3 separate regions of the Capra hircus genome follow, and regions 1 and 3 are each linked to region 2. A link is a contact called in public Hi-C data. All regions are on one chromosome and are shown on one strand. Each heading gives the region's core, a stretch centred on a gene start, on an enhancer-like site or on the middle of the called end of the contact. The rest is flanking DNA. Distances are from core to core; before and after follow the strand shown.

What was found. Hi-C and Micro-C count contacts between places; a contact is called where the count stands out from the background.
Region 1: a Hi-C map of blood shows a contact between it and region 2, with 2.6 times the contacts expected there. The contact joins the enhancer-like site here to the promoter of VCPKMT in region 2. A contact is called at or near these places in 4 of 5 Hi-C or Micro-C datasets (blood and liver).
Region 3: a Hi-C map of blood shows a contact between it and region 2, with 2.7 times the contacts expected there. The contact joins the promoter of NEMF here to the promoter of VCPKMT in region 2. A contact is called at or near these places in 3 of 5 Hi-C or Micro-C datasets (blood and liver).

The regions. Positions count from the first base shown.
Region 1 is chr10:60,195,149-60,198,802 of ARS1.2, reverse strand. No RefSeq gene overlaps it. Among named protein-coding and RNA genes, the nearest start is that of ARF6, 16 kb to the right of the region's middle. Within about 2 kb of position 2,197, at least 4 of the 5 cell types and tissues checked have an H3K27ac peak or open chromatin away from gene starts, as enhancers often do.
Region 2 is chr10:59,989,914-59,993,413 of ARS1.2, reverse strand. It overlaps VCPKMT (protein-lysine methyltransferase METTL21D), which reads right to left and starts at 1,402. Exons shown (of 5, transcript XM_013967055.2): 1 at 622-1,402; 2 at 426-525. The coding sequence starts at 887. SOS2 (son of sevenless homolog 2) reads right to left here. Exons shown (of 23, transcript XM_018054371.1): 23 at 1,515-3,219. The coding sequence ends at 2,710.
Region 3 is chr10:60,217,184-60,220,571 of ARS1.2, reverse strand. NEMF (nuclear export mediator factor NEMF) reads right to left here and starts at 1,293. Exons shown (of 33, transcript XM_005685629.3): 1 at 1,148-1,293; 2 at 243-311; 3 at 22-124. The coding sequence starts at 1,206.

The sequences.
Region 1 (3,654 bases), core at 948-3,447, 200 kb before region 2:
AGATTAGATTGTTGGGTGGTATCATCAACACAATGGACATGAGTTTGAGGAAACTCTGGGAGATGGTGAAGGACAGAGAAACCTGGTGTGCTGAAATCCCCAGGATTGCAGAGTCGGACCTCACCTCTGGTGAGGTGAAGTGCAGCATTAAGTGGAAAGAAACCAGAGCCCATGGATAACTTACTGGAGTTGAACAACCCTGTTTGCCTGGGCAAGCAGGTCCTGTAACCAAGCAGGACCCTATGTGGCTTTCTCAAGACATACCCTCCCAAGCCACTCATATCCTCTGCCTGTCTTTATTTTGTAGAAAAACTTTAGCATCCTCAGCCTTCCCTGAGTTCCAAAGAATAAATTTAATCAGAGAAGTGAGAAAATGTAAAAACAAAGGAAAACAGTCAAGCAAGAAAAATAATAAGAGTTTAGCCATTAAGTCAAGTCAAGGACTTTTAGGGCCTCATCAAGGGCTATAGATAACATTCTGAGCCATGTCCTTTGAGCTGCTTTGCAGATACTGAAACTCCCACTAGGTGGAAGAAGTTAACTGTATGCTGCCCACAAGAATGTAGGCTGCAGACCAGCTGGAATCAGAAGGGTGATGATGTTGACTCCTAATTACCTCACCACCAATCAATCAGAAGAATGTACACGAGCTGATCACACACCCTGTAACCCTCTTGCTCATCCTATCTTTAAAAACCTTTCCCTGAGGGCCACTGAGGAGTTTGGGCCTTTTGAGGATTAGCCGCCTAGACTCTTTCCTTGGTGTCTGCAATTAAAGCTGCATTTTCTTTCACCACAACCTAGTGTCATTAGATTGACTTTACTTCACACAGTTAAGTGGACTCAAGTTTGCTTCGGTAACACCCCCATTTCATTTAAATCACTATATTTTGGGGTGTCTATTATTGCAGCATACTCTGTCCTCTAATTTAGGGAAGCTCACAGAGGAAACTCTGGCTAACCAAAACTCAGAAAGGGCAGGAACTGAAAGAGCTCGAGGCATCTCCAGGGCACCCCAAAAGGATGAATCAGCTTTGACCTCCTGTAAGGAGTCTGGTTTTCTATTTTGTGTTCTGTATCCTTCTACAATCACCCTTTTATACTCATATCCATTTTTAAAATCATAATTTTAAGTAAAACTTTTATGTTCTGCTTTTCAAATTTGTCACTATACTTTTAGTGGCAGTATGTCTCTCAACTTGATGTATAATTGATGACGATTTAAATTGAACTGCTATCAGTTACCCTAACCACTATTTCATTATTCTTATACTTTTCACCTGTATTATTTTATGAATTAGTGATATACATAATACCCAGTACAAAGTTAATTATGCACAAATTTGCATCAGTCACTTTTCTTCCAGCTTCATTGAGGAACAATTTTCAAATAAAATTGTAAGATATTTAAGGTAGCGTACAATGTAATGAATTGTGTCCATTGTAAAAGGATTCCTGCCATCAAGTTAACACATCCATCACCTCACGTGTTTCCTTTTTTTTTCGGGGGGAGGGGAACATTTAAGTTTTACTTTCTTAGCAAATTTCAATTGTACATCCAGAAGTGGGATTGCTGGATCATGTGGTCGTTCTGCTCTGACTTTCTTGACACACAGCCATACTGTTTTCCATAGCAGCTAAACTTGTTTGCAACCCCAACGATGCACAAGGTTTCCCTTTTCGCCACATCCTTGCCAGCTTTTATCTAGGTTTTTACTTATTAACAGTGCAGAAACCAAGGTTATGGGCTGTCTGGGGTTTTGCTCTTTCAAAACATAATCTGAATGAGTTAATTTTGAGGCACTAAATGTCAGAATCGATTCTGCATTCATTCCAAATGGAATGTCTCAACCTGTCTACACACGTCCATTCGCTTGCGCTCGAGTCATTTATAAATCAGTCCTTCAGGGGAACATTTATGGGGTCAGAACCAGAAGGTTTCTGCCCTGGCAGCCGGGAGAGAAGGCTTGTGGGTAAACCGGGTCCCGGCTTACCGCCTCAGCAACAATCAAGCAGGGGACTAGCCTAAGGCCCTGGGCTGCATAGCCGGAAGAGAACACCAGAGGAGAGCTGACGCGGTTGAAGAAAAGAAGGCGGAATGATCACCCGCCAAGAAGATACAGAACGAGCCCAGTGCACTGCTTCGAGCACCAACCGCCAGCTCGGTCCAGCCCAGCCCACTACAGAGGAATGAGGAAGTGGAGGAGGCTGGGCCTCCGAAAGGGAAGGTGGGGCCACCTGGGCAGGGAGAGGCGGGGCCGCCTGGGCTGTGAGAGGCGGGACCCGCAGGGCTGGAGAGGAGAGTAGCCGGGGGCCGGCGGCAGGTGGGGCAAGGAGGAGCGTGCGGTGGGACACGAGGGACGGTGCGGTGGGGAGGAAGGGGGCGAGAGGCGGGGTCACTAGGGGAAGGTGAGGCGGGGCTTCTCTAGGACGGAGACTCCGGAGGCGCAGGGGAAGAGCCGGGTGCCGCAAGGGGGCGAGGATCTCCGCGGTCTCCGGGTCTCAGTCCAGTCCTGGGCTTCCTCCTCCCAAGAAAGCCTCCCGGCCCCGCGGCCCCTCGCAACCGCGCGACAGTTTCGCTGCTGCGGACAGGATTTTCTTTATGATGGGTTATTTGCATTTCAGAGACACGCCCATATGGGCTAACCCCGATTCTGTTACATTTAATAAAGGAACAATGGATTAACGAGACGTAATAAACATTTACTTCCTGGCCACACTCTGAAGGAAAAGCCTTTAGTATAGTTAATACACAGTATCTCACAATGTCTATCAGAAGCTCATTTCTTCTGACAGGTTTTCAAATATCAGAATATAATCCTAAAGTGAACACAGTTACTTATACGGTGTCACGCTGCTAGACTTATAAATTAAACTTATGGGGTTATTGTCCTCAATTTAAATATCTTTTTACTTTTATGCGACAACCCACTCCAGTGTTCTTGCCTGGAGAATCGCAGGGACGGAGGAGCCAGGTGAGCTGCCGTCTATGGGGTCGCACAGAGTCGGACACGACTGAAGCGACTTAGCAGCAGCAGCAGCACTCCATTAAAACATGCCTATTAGTTACATTGATTTTGATCTGAGGTGAAATAAAGCACGTCTCCAAACCAAAACTTAATACATTAAAATCCTGATATTTAGCAAACTTTGTCGCAGTTATTGATTCTAACTCTTTACACCAATGTGGCAAAAGCTTTCTACTGTATTTAATTTATTCATTTTGAAAATGTTAGATTGCCTTAGAACGTTTCACTTTCACCAGATTAAGTTTGAAAAAGTGCTTCCTTTGAGGACACCATAGAATCAGACTAATGCCACACCCTGCCAGAATAATTGGCAAATTAATTTGCTTTTTTGTAACTTTCTATTCTCAAGGTTAATTATTTATCAAGGTTAGTATATTTGAACAGCCTCGCTTTCGGTATAGAAACAAATATTTTAAACTGCATACAGCTTATACTGACGAAGGCGAGAGAGGATCAAGATAATGTTCTTTAAATCATTCATTCATTCATCCAACAGTTAACTATTGAGCCAGCACCTGCTATGTGCTAGGTGTCCTGAAATGTTAACTATTAATTAATATTAGGGATACAAGTTAGATTAAAAGTATAAACAGAAACAAGGAAGTTGTTTGACATGATACAAATA
Region 2 (3,500 bases), core at 153-2,652:
GAGCACATATACGTACTTCCTGGTGACCTTTATTTTCTCTTTGTTCATCAACTATGGAACATATATCCTGCATTCAGAGATGTTAAAATGCTAAGTAATGCGTGCTCCAGAATCTTCGAAAAACAGTATAAGTCTTCTAAAGGAAGAGACTCCACTCATCAAATACTCACCTCTTCGTAGTATATGCAGTCAGCCATCAGTATATAGTCTGGCGGAGAAGGAAAGTCTTCTAATTCTTCCCCCCTTAAAAACGTCAACCACATATTTTAAACTGTTGCTTTACTAATTTAAAATAGTCTTGTTTTATAAAAAGACCCAGAAATCTCCACTCGTATTAATCATGCTTTCAGTGAAACGCAATTTAAAGCCAACTACAAATTGTTATCTTAAAACAAGCTGAAAGGCCATACAAACCATTTCAGTACCTTGGCTTGAACAGAACCAGTGACAAGATGCTTGTTCATATTAATATTCATCTTCAGCAAGTCTTGCAATTCCTCAAGATCGGTGACTATGACATCTGCCCTATAAAATAACGTTGATTTAGGTGTAGGCACAAGAGTGGGAAGCCAGTAATCGGGGTTCCCGAACAAAGCGGCGAACCCTCCCGCCAGGTCTTACCCGAGGGTAGCGGCCATGAGCCCCACAGCCCCGGTGCCTGAGCCCAGCTCTAGCACTGACCGCCGGCTCAGCGCGTGGGCCCCGTCGCCGGAAAATCCGGGCGTTTCCAGGTATTTAGAAAGGACAATGGCGGCGTCCCAAACAACGCAGCCCACGCCACCGGAGCCATACTGCTGCAGTCGTAACACCGTGCCATCTCGCTTCTCCAAAACTCGCACAAAGTTCCGCAGTGGATCCTCCCCAGAGGACTCCAGAGAAGCCGCCATCGCTGCCCGGCAACAAGATGCGTCGCACGCAGCGACGTCACATTCACGCGCACTATTCCGGGCCCCGCCTTGCCAGGGCCCCGGCGCATCCCGGTGGCGGAGTTGCGGCTACGGCGCGTGCGCGAAGGCACAAAGCTCGGAAGGCCGCATTCTTCCAACGGTGGGCCGCGGCACCCCTACGTGCGAGACCGTCTCATTCTCCCCTAAATTACAAGTGTGGCTTAACGAACGGGCAGTTTAAATCACTTTTCCAGACAACGCCAACCTGAGCGTTTTTACCTGACTGGAGACTGATTCACAGTCTTTTTTTTTTAAATTACTGGCTTTAAATCAAGGCAGCTTCCAAGATACTACCAAGGGTGGCTATAGTCTGCTCATCTCGAGTTCCTAATAGGCTCCTAAATTTTCATCTAAATGCATAAAACGGTTGCAGGAAGCTTGTGATTGCGTTTAACAGTGAAGACAGTTTCCCCTCTTCCCTCTAAAGTTTACATCACTTAAATTCTTTGGAATTATGGAATTTAAATTGCACGAAATAACTGAAAATAATGTGTGTATATGTATTACTTGTACAGAACTCGACAGTCTTACCCCCTTGTTCCTTATAATGAAAACACATTTTAAAAGTCTTAAAAATTAAGACTGGGGTGATTTATTAATCTTGTTAGGAACTCTGATACAAAGCACAGTAAAAGGCCACAGACCAGTAAATAAACAATGTGGCTTTTGGCTACTTTACAACTGCTGCTAGCACTAAGAGCAAAACACGCTTTTTCATCACTTTGAACAGAGGAGTACAAATGGCAAATAAAAGTTTTAATCACTTCTCTGATTAAAAAGTTTAATAAAGCTTTAACTGCTGGTTTAAATATTACCAATCTAAAAAAATACTTTAAAAAATTGTAGTTAACACGAGATTTATAGAGAAAGTTACTTGGTTTTGAAGGCAATGCAGTTGGTTCCTATGCCATAAGAAAATTATCCTCCGGATTTATGAATTAGTAAAGTAGCAGATTGTATTATAGGCCTTGAGTCACATAAATTTATATAGGTTATTAGCATTGTTTTTAAATATACAATATAAACAAAACTGTACATATATGGCATATTAACTTTGTTTTCCAAAACAATAGGCAACTCGTTAGCTAAAGACACCATAGTCTGCAAAAACAAAAAGGCACATCTGTACAAGATATATGCCCTTTTTCCCTCTATGACTGAGTTAGGTAGTCTTTACATTTTGACAAAATAATAAACACAGTGCATTCTATTATTTTCATTCTATTTTTCACTTTTGTCTTCAGCAGCAAATTCTGGCATTTAAGACATGGCATTGAAGAGTTTAAGAATAGTGGGTGTTATTCACAATTTTCGGTAAAAACTAGATGTAAAAGATGGTCAAAGAGGCTTAAAAATCAGTTATCACCACACACCCCCTATATGTGTGTAAATTCACTGCCTTAAATAGTCATCTGTTACTCAAATTTGAAAAAATCCACAAATGCACCATCCCCTTTCAGTGCAATCAACTTCACTTTAAACCATATTTTAGCAGAGTCTACAGTGCAAATATGAATTCCTTATACTGGCCTTTTGGCAGCACTGAGGATCCAAGACAAGGCAATGCTACTGATCACCTGAGGATAATGGTAAATGACTTCTGTATTTTTATTTTTCCAATTCTGAAAGGTTATTTGATCAGTAGCATTTTTGTAAGAGCATTATTTTTTAAAAAGTACTAAAATACTATGCCTTTTTTGAATAAATTAAAAAAAAATTTTACAAATACCATTCCAGTGTCAATGACTACATATGGCTAGGGTCATTGAGGAGTTTCTGCATTTTCTAACAATGGCAGTCTATACATTGGGGGGTGTGAAAGCTCCCGTTTGTAAGTCTTTGGTGGCAGTTTTGGTAGATGAGGGCTTGAATTCTGCCTTGGTGGAACAGGGGGAGCTTGAGGATGAGCAAGATTATTTTGACTAGAACTGAGCACATAGCATCGACGAGGTACCCTTGGAGAGGGTGTGCTAGGAGGAGTGTTCGGAGAATTTGGACACGTATTAACGTCTCTGAACCAGTCTGGATCTCTGTGAAGATGTCCCAGTGGAGGTGGCTGAAGAGTAAACGGACAGTTTATAAAGTGTTCTGGAGGCCGAAGTGGAACCGGTGGAGGGGTATCAGGAAGAGGATCTCTCGGTGGTGGTGGAGGTGGACTATGCAGAGGCCCATCAAATGGACCAGTAGGAGCAGGAACTCTGGGTTTTACCTTTGGAGGAGGAGGTTGTCTTGGTGGAATAGCAGGGGGATCATCATCAGATTTCATAGTTCCCTCAAAAACAAAAAAATTAAATTATACCTCTGTTCTCTTGAAACATCTGTAAGAAAAAGTTTTAAAAAGACTAAAAAATTCTTACGTGTTAAGTTAAATCCAGAGACACAAAATAGGTTAATCTGGTTTAATGATCAGATTGATGAATAAATTACTCCCAGTTTTACTCAGGGCTCCGTTTAATATTTTTATATATGAGATGTTTTAATTGAAATCTTATAAAACCTCAGATTATCTTGCTTTGTAGATAGTTTATAAATTTATGCATTTTAATTATAATA
Region 3 (3,388 bases), core at 44-2,543, 230 kb before region 2:
TTCAAGTATAATAAAGTTTACCTTCATGGCAAAACTAGACGGCATCATATTCTTAGGCCACTCAAATTCTGTTGTGTGAATTCGTATGCCAGATTCGAGTAAAAGCGTAGCTTTAAAGTCTGGTCTGTAGAAGAAAAAAGTCAAAATTTCTTTAGGGTCCTACCAGCACCAAAGGTAGGCTGCTTTTTTAAAAAAATAATAATAATTACAAAAGATAAAACAAGCCTATAAAATGCTCTTACTTTTGAAGACGAATAAGATACGTTTTATTATCCACATCGTAAACATTGTTTACTCTCATTCCTAGCAAGCTGCAAAGAGAAAGGAAACATGTAATAAATCATACTACCAACTGAAACATAAAACTTCCCACAATTTAAAGCGTAGGCGGAAGCACAGCCTGTAGAAGAGCGAATCTTTAAAGATAGGGGGTCAACCAGAGAGCAGAGGCTGAAGGCCAGCGACCTTCTGCCCAAACCTCGAATGTAACTGTTTTAAAAAAGTGACAGACCAGCTCCAGGAACCCCATACAATGCTTTGAGTTTTTTTAAGTGATCCAATATATATATTAGGAAATACAGTAAAATCTAACTCAATCACAGAAGAAAAAAATGTAAACGAAGCCCTGAGAAATATGACAAAGCTCACACAGTTAAATAATATTAATAAAAACCGAACTAGAAAGCAGATCTCTGGCCGAATCTATTACCTCCAGCTAAAACTCTTTGGGGTGCGGAGGAGAGTCTACCAAACCAAGCTTCTGGTGTGGAAACCTCTGGAACTAATGACTTACTCTGGTGTCCTGGCGTCCACCTGACTTCTTTAGTAAACGTTTCCTGCCAGACCGGGGCAACTCAGGCCGGCAAGCCGAGAGCCCTGCCAAAGTAGGACGCAAGACCTGGCGAGACCAGCAGCCCAGGACAGCCGGGGGGTGGAGCACGCGGCCGCCGGGGTCCCCCGGGTATCCTCAGGGCCACGGAAAGATGTCACGCGCTCGCCCACTCAGGCCTAGCCAGGTCTACAGGAGAACAGCACCCGGAGGTGGAGGGGGGGAGGGAAAACACAAGGCCCTTCTTATTTCTACGGTAGGGCCATGGCCTTTGCCTCCTGCACCCCCGCACAAGCTTGTTCACCCGACGTACGGTACCTGGCATTCAGCTCCGCAAGTACCGCACGGAGGTCAACGGTGCTAAAGCGGGTCTTCATGGCGAGCCTTGAGGGTCGCTACCGCAGTTTGCTCCACTGCCGGCCTGACTCAACGCCGCTACTCTTATGCGCAGGCGCACTAGGCGGATCTACGGCCGCGCAGAAGATCCAATACTCCTTGAAGCGAACGTCTTTGCGTCACATTTTGTGAAGCGTTCGGCAGTCAAGTCGTCATCGATTAGCTTTTCGTCGTACCAAAACAATTGGAAATAGATACAAATTATTCTCTTGAAACTGCATTCCTTCCTGGAAAGCTTACAAACTAGTCCGGTTACTTTGCTCCCTGGCCTCTCGGGATTCAAGCCAGCCTCCATAGTGACCCCTACTGGTCATAACAATTTATGAGCAACGTACTAGGAGGATTTCCCCAGGTACGGCTCTGTGTACCTGAGGAACTACCACTTTCCCTGGGGCGTACACTGTTGAAATTTAACGCAGTGGACTATTTCTTTCGCCCTACAGTTACCCTCAATGATCAAAGCAAACCATCTCTTAAAAAAAAAGTTCCTATTCTGATAAGTCTTGCTCCCTGAAGAGCATTTTGCTTTTACTGTGAGATTCTTATTCATTCTAGGTATTGGGAGGCCCTGGGCTCAACATAGTACGTGATATACAATGCTGCTACTGCTGCTAAGTCGCTTCAGTCGTGCCCGACTCTGTGCGACCCCATAGACGGCAGCCCACCAGGCTCCCCCGTCCCCGGGATTCTCCAGGCGAGAACACTGGAGTGGGCTGCCATTTCTTTCTCCAATGCATGAAAGTGAAAAGTGAAAGTGAAGTCGCTCAGTCGTGTCCGACTCTTCGCGACCCCATGGACTGCAGCCTACCAGGCTCCTCCGTCCACGGGATTTTCTAGGCAAGAGTACTGGAGTAGGGTGCCATCGCCTTCTCCGTGATATACAACAGGGGCTCCATAAATACTTGGCAACCTGATTATTCAGTTGTTTCGCTACATAATGGTGAAGTAAGATGAAAGATAAAAATGAAAAGATATTAAAAAATAAGAAAGACTTTTTTAAGGTAAGAACTCAAAAGAGACGGGGTCTCGCTATGTTGCCCAGGCTGGAGTACAGTGGCTATTCACAGGCGCGATCCCACTACTGATCAGCACGGGAGTTTTGACCTGCTCCGTTTCCGACCTGGGCCGGTTCACCCCTCCTTAGGCAACCTGGTGGTCCCCCGCTCCCGGGAGGTCACCATATTGATGCCGAACTTAGTGCGGACACCCGATCGGCATAGCGCACTGCAGCCCAGAACTCCTGAGCTCAAGCGATCCTCCAGCCTCAGCCTCCCGAGTAGCTGGGATTACAGGCGCGCGCCACAGCGCCCGGCGAGGAATTCAGACCTACCAGAATTCTAGGGTTTACCGGCTGCAAGTCGTGGCAAGCCGAATTCCCACCAGTAGAAGGCGACTCTAAGTAAAAACGGCTGGATGGATAATTTCAGAAGATACGGGAACTGATGCTCCAGTGGGCATCAGATGGCACAGTAAATCATGCAAAATAGATCAAAATATGGAATAAGCCACTTGATTTTAGGAAAGACGGGGAACCCCATTAACTTTAGTACAAACAGTAAAAGCGAGAGGTCTAACTGGACATAAACAATACTAAGGTTCTTATGCTGGCTCTTTCAGGCATTTCCCAAATAATGCCTAAATATTTTACATAAAAGCAATCCACATAGAAACGGATCTTCTTTACAAACAAAAACTGAAATACTTTATGGTAAAACACTACTTTAGGGCCCTTAGACCTAGACTCATGAGACAGGAGCAGGATACTAATTTAAGTTATACATAAGACAACCATTGGACTAACTCATACATAGCTTCTGCTTTCCCTCTCAAGGAAAATGAGCGTCAGAAGGAAAATACAAAGAAACGCATAAGGGGAAAAAGAAGATAAAGATAAGTGTTATAAAGAAACTATCATTTACTATGGAATTCTATCATTTCTGGGGTTTGGAATAATTTCTTGATTTTGAAAAACTTCTGAATCAGGGGTACTTAGAGACTTGTGAGAAAAATAAGAGGTAAGAGTAAATGGACAAATCATCTTCCCATTTTCAAAGAGAAAATAAAGGTGAATATCTGAAATCACTAACAGATTTTATTGGCATTTGTCCCAACTGAAAATTTAGAGGTAGTTATTTATGGATGACTGAAGCGACTTAGCAGCAG